2 separate regions of the Capsicum annuum genome follow, and region 1 is linked to region 2. Evidence: chromatin contacts called from public Hi-C data. All regions are on one chromosome and are shown on one strand. The core of a region is the stretch at or near the end of the contact, and the rest is flanking DNA. Distances in the headings are between cores, read along the strand shown.

Region 1 (6,713 bases), core at 24-2,523, 560 kb before region 2:
ATCTCCTTCGAGATTTCATTATCATGATTGATTGATTATAGTGCACACTATACAACTAATAGCGTTATCAAAAAACATATCCAAATGTTATACTGGGCTTCTTTTGCTAATCTGAAATCGTAAGCCCAAAGCATGCACTACGTTTTGCAGAACAGACGTGTAATACAAAGAATGAGTAAAAATGGCCATCTCTTGCTCCACATTTTGAAATTTAGCCACCATTTAAAATGTAATTGAAATATAATCAATTTTCAGTTTTGAAGATCTTTTTTCCCATTGTCTTTTTCCTTGAATATATCTTATTCTATTATCAAAGATTCAAGTTAAGGTGATCATGACGACTCTGGTCATTTTCGAGCAGCAAATCCCAAGTCAGCTTTCTCTTGCGTGATCATAAGGGAAATATATATTTTATTTTATTTTATCTTTTAGTTTTCTTTATTTAGATAAGCGAAAGAGAAGTTCAAAAGAGCAATAACCATATAGATTGAATATAATAGCCATACAACTCTTATTCAGTAAGGCTGTTGTCACTAATGTGTCTTTGTTGATCCCTTCTCATTGCTTCCAAGAGTAATTAAATATGAAAGGAAATTGATAAAATCAAAATATTGTGTCCAACATTCGTATTGAAATCCGACTAATTCAAATTCATGGTAAACAAGGAAAGACGAGAAGGTGAGTTTAATGTGAGAATTGGTCTAGCTAACAGACCGGGAAAATTGACAATTGAGTTAATTCAATAGAGTGGTCGATTTACATGCATTTTTATATTTTAGTATTGTTATAATTTCCTAAAGGAGCAGTAATTTTCATCTTGCCTGAATATTCCCTTATTTACTCCCCAACAAACATACTCCTAACTCTTTAATGTACTTTTATTCCTTTAGATCTCTAATCATCTGTCCACCACCCTCTTTTGTCAATTCTTCTGACCCTTCAGCTTTTTTTTGACTTTTACATACCTTTTCCTAGGAAGTTTCCTACCCACACATAACACATTATGTTGACAATCTTATTCTAGTAAAGGATGTCCAGTCAATATTCCCTTTCTTAATCATGTCACATTTGAACCACCATGTTCAAACTAAGCATCAAGTCCAAATCCACTTGTTCTTTTCGGTTTTGTTGTGTGGTTATCTTTTAATTTTTGTGTTTTGTATAATTAATGTTGACATAGAGATGAATAAAATATGATTAGTGAAGATTCATATAGCTGACACCAACTCACATGAAATTGAGACGTAATTGGCTACCTTTACATTTTTGTGATCTGTATTCACATGTAAAGACTATACTAGTTGACGTTGAATGTTCATACCTATTTAAAAAACTATACTTATTGGACATTTATAATTTATAGAAGTATGGAAGTGGTTTGATTATTCTCCGTGAGCTAATGGCTACTTACCTATAATAATCAGTGCATAAATTCCAACATGACGGCTCAGTCAACGCATTTGATCCACCCCAACAGTGCGAGAGAATATCAAAGATCTACTGCAAATTAATTTTCATGCAAATTGGCATAATAAAACTTCATAAGCAATGAAATTAAGCACAAGCGAGATACGTCTATTTCCAGTTGTTCTTGTTCTGTTTTTTTCTATAGCAACTGCTTCAGATATTATTAACACCAATAAATCCCTGCGAGATTCAGAAACTTTAGTCTCCAATGACAAAAGATTCAAATTCGGGTTCTTTAGTCCTGAGACTTCGACGGATCGTTACGTTGGTGTTATGTTTAATATCCAATCACCAACTGTTGTATGGGTAGCCAACAGAGAGAAACCTTTACAGGATTCTAGTGGAAGAGCGACAATATCAGATGATGGAAATCTTGTAATCTTGGACTCACAGAATGAGAGTATATGGTCATCAAATATTTCGCCAGCTGTGAGAAATTCTACTGTCCAGCTCAGGGATACTGGAAACTTAGTTCTACAGGACAGCTCCAATGGGAGAGTTCTCTGGGAAAGTTTTCGGGATCCTTCAGATTCGTTCTTGCAGTCAATGAAACTTGGCGTTGATAAAAGTACTAACATGACAAATCTGCTGAAATCATGGATAAGTCCTTCAGATCCATCTGTTGGGAGTTTCTCAGCTGGTATTCAACCTGAAACTGTTCCGCAGATTTTTATACGGAAGAATGGCAAACCTCATTGGCGTAGCGGTCCATGGAATAAACAGGTTTTTATTGGAGTACCAGACATGACTTCTTTCTATCTCAATGGATTTGATCTAGTAAATGACAACAAGGGCACTGCGTACGTGTCCTTTTTATATGCAAATCAGGCTGAGTTGGCCTATTTCACCTTGAACTCAACAGGTTTTTTGCAGCAGAAATATTTGAATCCTAGTAAGAATGATTGGGAAGTAACATGGGAATTTCCTGCAACTGAGTGTGATTTTTATGGAAAATGTGGACCTTTTGGAAGCTGTGATCCTAGAAGTTCACCAATCTGTTCTTGTTTAAAGGGATTTAAGCCGAAAAATGAAGAGGAATGGGCGAAAGGAAACTGGAGTCGTGGATGCATCAGAAACGCCATGTTAGAGAGCGAAAGAAACAACTCTAACCTTGAGCAAGGAAAGCAAGATTGGTTTTTGAAGCTGCAGTCAATGAAAGTGCCGGATTCTGCCATTTGGGTACCTTTCGCAGATGAAGATTGCCACAAGGGTTGCTTGAGGAATATTTCTTGCATAGCTTATTCAAACCACATAGGCATAGGATGCATGCATTGGGAAGGAAACTTACTAGATGTTCAAAAATTCTCCACGGCTGGGGCAGATTTATTCCTTCGCCTTTCGTACTTTGAGCTTGGTAAGACTTCTTTTCAGAACTATAATGTTAGCTATAAACCTCTGCTTGCTAAAGACATGTATAAATTGACACCTTTTTCATAGTGCAGATCAAAAAAGAGAATATAAAGTAGTCATTGCCATCATAGTCCCAGTAGGCTCAATAATTCTTGTCATTATCGGATATATTTCCTACAAATATTTAGCAAAGCGTAGAGGTAACAAGCTTATCTGAAACATTAGAAAATCTGCAGTAGCTTTAATCATTCAGATTTCAAATCACTTTAACGTGTTTTTGAATCAGGACGTAATAGAAAGAGTGAGCTCTTATTAAGAGAAACATTGCCAAACTATTACAAGGAAAACATGGTTACAGAGGAAATCAATCAAGCTAAATTTGAAGAGCTGCTTGTATACAACTTCGACATCTTAGCAAATGCAACTGAGGATTTTCATCTGTCCAGTAAGCTTGGACAGGGAGGTTTTGGTCCAGTTTACAAAGTAATGATTTGTTTGATCTAGTGTCTTATTAATGTTTTTAAGAAAAAATATTCAAGTATATGATGTAATTGCAGGGGAAATTGCCAGATGGACAGCAAATTGCTGTGAAAAGGCTTTCACAGTCTTCTGGTCAGGGGCTAGCGGAGTTCATGAATGAGGTTGTGGTGATTTCGAAACTTCAACATCGTAATCTTGTTAGACTTTTTGGTTGCTGCATAGAAAGAGGGGAAAAGATGCTGGTTTATGAATACATGCCAAAAAGAAGCTTGGACGCCTATCTCTTTGGTTAGTTATTACTATTAGTTTTCTTTTATTTTCCATGGCGTCTAGCTAGAAGAAACTTTTCTTTATTTAAACTTGTCAAATTTGCAATGTACTTTCAGGGTCACAGCAACAAGAGGAAGAGTTCCTTGATTGGAGTAAACGTGTGATCATAATTGAGGGAATTGGTCGGGGCCTCCTTTACCTTCACAGGGATTCAAGACTGAGGATTATTCACAGGGATTTGAAGGCAAGCAACATTTTGTTGGATGAACAACTGAACCCCAAAATTTCAGATTTTGGCATGGCAAGGATTTTTGCAGGCAACCAAAATCAGGCCAACACAAGCAGAGTTGTTGGAACCTAGTAAGTTGTTGTATCTTTCTCTTTTATCTTTTCATGATTGAAAATAATACACCAAGTAAACATTCAAAATTATAACGTGATGCAGTGGTTACATGGCACCTGAATATGCAATGGAAGGAAGATTCTCAGAGAAATCAGATGTTTACAGCTTTGGAGTACTGTTATTGGAAGTTATAAGTGGAAGGAGGAACACTAGCTTTCACCAAGATGATGGTGCATTAAGCCTTCTAGCATATGTAAGTTTGTATGAAAATTAAGCTACACTTCACATGAAATGTCAACTTTTCGTAATTCACGTTTCTATTGTTTTATCAATGAGCTTTCTCTGCAGGCATGGAAGTGTTGGAATGGAAACAAGATTGTGGAATTGGTTGACCCCAAGATAACTGATGTGCAACTCGAAAAGGAAATTCTGAGATGTGTACATGTTGGACTATTATGCGTACAAGAATATGCAGAAGACAGACCAAATGTCTCTATGGTTTTGTCTATGCTCACCAGGGAAATTGATGATTTACCAAGTCCTAAACAACCTGCATTTACAACAAGACCAAGCCTTTCTAAGAAAGAGTCTCAAGGCTCCGTGAACAATGTTACCATTACTATTATAGGAGGACGATAAGACGTTTAAGATTTTTATTTAGACATGATATTATTCTTTCCTCTCTAATTATTACTGTTTCTGATTCTTTTGGTCGTGGTTTAACACTATATTACCTCAGTACATTAAGATCCAAGAGAAAAGTGTAAACCGTGCAAGTCACTTATGCTTAATAGCAGAACCCATATCCAAGCAAGAAGAAGCAAAGCTAGACTTCAAACTCAAGAGTACAAGTAGCCTGAACAGGTGTTGCAGAAACTTAGAGAAGCTCTTCCACTTGTGGATTGAGATCATTTAGAGTTAGCTTCGTGTACAGCTGACTCTGAAGCTGAACAACTTTTCTAGGCAAAGGCATTCTTACAGCGCAGTTAGTGGGTCACTGGATCAACGGGGAAGCCCGTTGGGAGCATACATCAAATAGACATCAGAAAATGCTTGGAACTAAACTCATGTCAAGCCAAGAAAATTTGCATTATCACAGGTAATGTACTACAAGAATTCTTGGGAGTAGTAAGACACAGAGATGATAGCATGTAAAATTTTCAAAATTCATGTAAAGATTAAACCTTTCCTTAAAATTGTTACCATACCTATTCTTCTGCTGATGCCTTTACTAAATACTACAATGAAGAAGCCTAGAAATGTGTAATCTGATTTTTGGGATTGTAAACTTACGAGAGTGAGACAAGCATTCTACAAACTGGTGATAGTATGTAAAATAATCTACTCTTCTGTTAGAGTGCGTGCCCTACCAATTTTAATATTTTACTCTACTTAGTTGCCTATCTGCGGAACATGTAAGCTAACGTGTTTCACTGAAGTAAAACTTGAACACAGTATTTTTACGTGGAAAACATTCGACTCATGAAAGGTGTAAGAAAACACCTCTATAGGATTTAACCCCTACTTCACTATAACTCTTGAGCCTCAACAATCAACAAATTACAAGACTTCTTGTAAACTAGGAATTAAAACTTCTAACTCCTACTTCTATAAAATACTAATCCCAAGTCTTTGAGTTCCCCAACTTGAAGACATTAATCCTAACTCAATTTATACTTTACTGAGACTAGAGATTACAACTCAATATGACTCAATGACCAACCTATTACACAAAGTGTATGACTCTAAGTAAAGGACCTCCACTTACTTCTTCAAGTTGTAGAACTGATTTGCTGATTGTTGACTATCCTTTTTGTGCGTAAGTGAAACACTTGAATGTCGTTTGTTGTATTTAAGCCAACCCCTGATGGAGTCCTTTAGTTGATGTACTCTTCTATCTTCAATAGGACTCCTAAGTAGTTTCACTCCCTCTTTGCTGTCATCTGTCTCCTTGCTTGAATAGGACTCTTCTTTTCTATCTCATAGTCTTTGCAGGACTTCTTGATCAACTCAACTTCTAGATGTTGCACTTATCCTCTCCTTTGCATCTACTTCAACTGATGTGATAAGTGTTGAGAGCATGTTACTTATCCACTCCTATTTTTACGCAGTGTCATTTTATCGATAGTCTTGCCTGTAACTTGTTCACTTGTTTGAAACAGATTGCACAACATGTTTCATTCATATGTCCATTATCAAAACTTCACATTCCCTAACATCTTCCAACCTAGTAACATCAAAGAAATGAGTATTAGGTGATGCATCTAAGTCCTTTTACATACTCTAGATACTTTCACATACCGATGTGGAATATTTAGCTTTCCAAGAAAGGTATATTTCTTATGAGTAAGATCAACACTTGGAATCGAGGTCCACATTCCTCTGCTTCCAGCCAATTCCTAGCAACATAAATTGTTGGTATAGTATACCACAATTACAATAATTCCAGTTGAAATAATAAAATGAATAAAAAATGAAGAAAATAATATAATCATTCTTCTTGGCTAAGGCGCGGATATCTTGCTTTCTTTAAGGAGATTCAAGCCTACTGTGACATAATCTACACCAATCCAGCAGTATATCTCGCGACTTGTCCCCTTCAGGATACAACAACCCATCAATGATGTACAACTCAAACATGATGTACAACTCTGTAACACCCCGTACTTAATTATGTGCATTAGCCATTGTTATATGTGTTGGAGTATATGTATTGATCCTAAGTTAGGTATATATGAGTTTAAGTATGAGTATTGATTATTTTGAGATGGTTTCAAGTGTATAGTTTGATTATATGTGTATA
Region 2 (4,317 bases), core at 660-3,159:
ACCTCATCAATATGAGAGTTAGATACGCACGCCTGCTCTGTGATTTTTTCCTTACTCTTTAAACTATTATTATATTTTTATATTTTCTTTTTATTTTTGGATAAAATTAGTAAAAAATACACAATTGAAACATATAAACTATTGTACTATATGACTATGCGGCGATTAACAGTTAACAGAGAGCCTAAATTTATTGAAAAATCAGCTTTCGGTTTACAAAGAACATTCATTAATTTAACTAGTATTTGATATGTATGTGTCAATTGAACGTTTACTTATTGTTCAAGAACTTACCGACAGTGAATTTGATCTTTGTGATACTTCATATTTACCGAATTTGAATGTTGGTTCTTCAAGCAATATAGACCAACAACAAACAGTTGAAGGATCTGACAGGAACTCAAATAATATAAATAACTTGACTTGAACACAAAGAAAAACTTACATAGAGAAAGGCTGGGAATAACTAAAAAATGAAAGGAAGTCGTTGGTAGGGCAACGACTTGTAAGTCGTTGTGGCCTGTAGGTCTAGCGACTTACAAGTCACTGGCCCACCAACGACTTCTAAATTGTTAGGCCAAGGCGTTTTGTTCCATTTGATTTCTTCCAGTATTCATTGTTCCTTTTGTCATTTTTGCTCCAAAAGTCGGCCTTTTCGACTCGAACTCTGCTTAAAAACACACTGAACATCAACGTATAAGAGGGGGAAGAGGGAGGGAGGGGGGGGGGGGGAATAAAGACTATTATCCTAGTTCAAGAAGATGATTAAGTTGATAATTTAAAGGGGTCTTTAAGTACTCTGCCTTTTGATTTGTACAGGCACTAAACTTTCTTGAAAGAAAATAAGAAAAACGGAAGAAGACGACTTATAAATACAGAGTTCTTTGTATATCTTTTATTCAATCATAAGCAGTCTCAAATATTAGCACAAGATTTGTAAACATGATTAGCTAACTTGATGATAATTAAAGAGAAGTTCTAAATTTATATTTGGAGTAACAACATAATACGAATTGATTAATCCAATATTAACCGTCAATCTACGTTAGGCGAGAAAAAGACTAATAGAAAAATGTAGTGAAATGAATGTCATCTCTTTAATTTTACCAGAGGTCATCACTTTTTTTGAAATAAAGGTTGGGTGAGCTAGCCAATTTATGGACCAGTCTACACAGACTAGCCGCGGTTAAGAAAAAATAAAAGACTTTTTAATGTGTAAATAAAGTTGTACTAAAATACTTATAGCTAAAATACGAAAAGCTTTTAGAGAATTTTACTGAAGTTTGAAATGTTCAAAGTCTGGAATTTTACCCCGACTTTCATGGTGTTTTTAATTCAAATTTTTTCATGGAGTTTTGAATTGCCTTAGAAAATTCCTAAAGGTTTTTTCGTGTTTTAGCTAAGAATATTTTTGTCCAAATTTTATTTGTGCATTAAAAAAGTTGAATACTTTTAAAATAGTGGTTAAATTAGCAGTTTAAACAGTAGCTATTTTCCCATTTCTCCTGAATCTGAATTAGTCCGCTGGCCATAATTGTGCACTGAATACTGGTTGTTTACAACAAAATACTGATTCCCCCCAAAACTAAGATAAATAATTTTAAAATATTTCAACAATATAATTCTGTCCAATAAAAATTTGTGGTGGAACATTTGAATAATGATTGTGGGAATCACTCTATATCATCCAAAGAAGCAAATTTAAAAAGAACTTCATCTGAAGAATGATGAGCGTGACCATACCAAATGGAGTATAGTAAGATTAACGTTACATGAGTACATAATTTTGTCTGTTGTGACAGTCATAGGAAATTGCCCTTGCAAAATCTAAAAGGTGGTGGCTCATCATATATATAATGCTATATGATATGAATAGACAATTAATTGGGTACCTTCCCATGCAACTTCCACGAAACTAGTCCCATGATATAACTCCTATTATCCATCAACTATTTTTATCCTCTTTCTGTTCCTTCCTTCGTCTGCTTCTCTTTCCCACTCTTTCCTCCAAAATTTCCTCATTATTTTTTTTTAAAAAAATTCCCTCTTCTTATGTATATATATTTATATATATATATATAAACCATGTTGAGTCCTCTATTCTTCATCAATTCATCCTCCTATACACTAACAAAATATCAATCTATTTGTATTATTAATTAACAAAATGGCTGGATTGGGACGTGACATTGTGTTCGAGGATTTCTTCCCATCGATGGTGGAGAAACTCGGTTCAGAAGGGTTCCTGAAGGAGCTACAGAATGGTTTTCGAGTGCTGATGGATGAGGAGAGGGAGGTGATCACGTTCGATAGCTTGAAGAGGAATTCAGCATTGTTAGGGTTGGAAGGAATGAGTGATGATGAACTAATGTGCATGTTGAGGGAAGGGGATATGGATGGAGATGGTTGCTTGAATGAGAAGGAATTTTGTGTGCTGATGGTAAGGTTGAGCCCTGATTTGATGGACAAATCAAGAATGTGGTTGGCTCGGAGTGTTGAAAATGTGTTTTAATTTTGGACTAGGAGTATTATTGTTAGGCTATGCTAGCTAGGCCCTATTGTACTACTATAATGTTATTTTTTCCCCTACGTGTCTGTCTCTAGTTTATTACTGGAGTTGATTGCTATGGTTCTTTTGTTTTTTGTCATCGTTAATGTCTTTTCTTCAGAATTCAATGAATTTTTGGTTGTTACTCTCGTCTACCCATTTTATATCCCGATGTTTAACTTAGTTTTCAATATGTGGCGTTTACATTTACTTATTTGATAATTATTTAATGATAATATATCCGTTTTTATCCTTATTGGATCTCACTCAACAAGAAAAGATAATTAAAAAAAAAATATTAAAGTGACATCATAAATAAGGGTAATTTAGTAAACGTACATAACAAAGTCTTCTCTTATTTCAAACTTTGTGTAAAGTTAAATTAAACCGCATAAATTGGGATGGAGGGAGTATAAAATACCAAAATTACCTCTACCATCAACTACGGGTGGAGCTATAGTGTTTTAGTTTCTGGTTCAGTATAACCAGTAATGTTAGTTAAAATTATGTATTTATGTTAAAATAATTTATTTAATATGTATAAATAAATTATTGAGAACCTAGTAAGCTGCCTCCACCATCAGTGATCACATGTTATTTCAAATTCTCTAATTTCCTCATAAAAATCTGAACTTTTTTGTTAGATGAATCCAAATAGTTGTTTGTCATTAAATATACAATGAAGTAGTTTATGAAAATACATGTGACAACTTCTTACAAAATATACTATTGAAAAATTGAAGTGTATCAATATAATGTGGGATGTGTTAGGATTTGCGTTACGTCAACTATTTGCTAAAAAAATGGTTCTTCATGTCCAAAGGCTCAGTAATTAATGGGCCCAGTTGGATGGCAACTAAACAATTTTCTTCAATAATTACAAAAAGGTGGCACTTGTGACTCTGACTCTTCGTGATCGATATAAGTACTCTACTGAAAACAGAACAATCAATTGTTGATGTGAAGTGTGAACCCTCTTAAGATATTTACTGTGAAAAATGACTCCAAATATGATAACATAACTCCTCTTGTAGTAGGCAATGTTTCGGTTTTTGAAAGTCACGATTAATTTTTAAAATTAAATTAGATTAGATTAATTTAATATTTTAAAATTAAAATTTAAATATTCAAAAATTATATGAAAAGTACTATAAGTTGCAACTTTTCTTTTTTCAGTATAATTAATAAATACATCTTAAAATATTAATCAAAATTTATATCGTTTGACTTTTTTTAAAAAAAATATGTCAATTATTTTAAGACGGAGGGAGTACAATACAATTGTAATGGAAACTTCAATTATTTTAATGGTATTAGTAGTAAATTTTATTGATGTACTTTGTTAAAAGAGTTTACAGTGTGAAAAATTTAATATGTATGTTAATGTAGTTTCAAATGATAGCGTAAAAAAAGAATCCAAGGTACCAACATATGTTGAGAGTGATCATTAGTTTTTTTTTTTTTTTTGGTGATAAAATGACGATATTAATTAATTAAGCATAGTTGCAAAAGTTGTCTGAATTAGTAGCCACATCACGGCATACTAGGCGACTAGAGTCAATATTAATTGCTCTTAGATATGTAGTTCCTTCCGAATCCCATTGGACTACATGGGATAGGTGGGATGGGGGGCTTGACAAAATAAAAGGCACATTTGCTCCATGATTGATTGTCCCATTTTTGTTAGTCCATCAGCAACTTGATTTTGTTCCCTAAAGATATGGGATGGTAGAGACGTTTGGATTGCCTATATCAATGACCTGCACTCA

The links. A called contact is a pair of places that touch in the nucleus more often than the background predicts.
Region 1: a Hi-C map of leaf shows a contact between it and region 2, with 9 times the contacts expected there. The contact joins the promoter of LOC124896029 here to the promoter of LOC107861248 in region 2. A contact is called at or near these places in 3 of 5 Hi-C or Micro-C datasets (leaf and pericarp).

Annotation. Positions count from the first base shown.
Region 1 is chr2:132,932,360-132,939,072 of UCD10Xv1.1, reverse strand. LOC124896029 (G-type lectin S-receptor-like serine/threonine-protein kinase At1g11330) reads left to right here and starts at 1,273. Exons shown (of 6, transcript XM_047407032.1): 1 at 1,273-2,821; 2 at 3,104-3,300; 3 at 3,375-3,585; 4 at 3,684-3,927; 5 at 4,013-4,163; 6 at 4,259-5,133. The coding sequence starts at 1,549. The coding sequence ends at 4,549.
Region 2 is chr2:132,377,784-132,382,100 of UCD10Xv1.1, reverse strand. LOC107861248 (calcium-binding protein KRP1) reads left to right here and starts at 1,909. Exons shown (of 1, transcript XM_016706598.2): 1 at 1,909-2,693. The coding sequence starts at 2,168. The coding sequence ends at 2,512.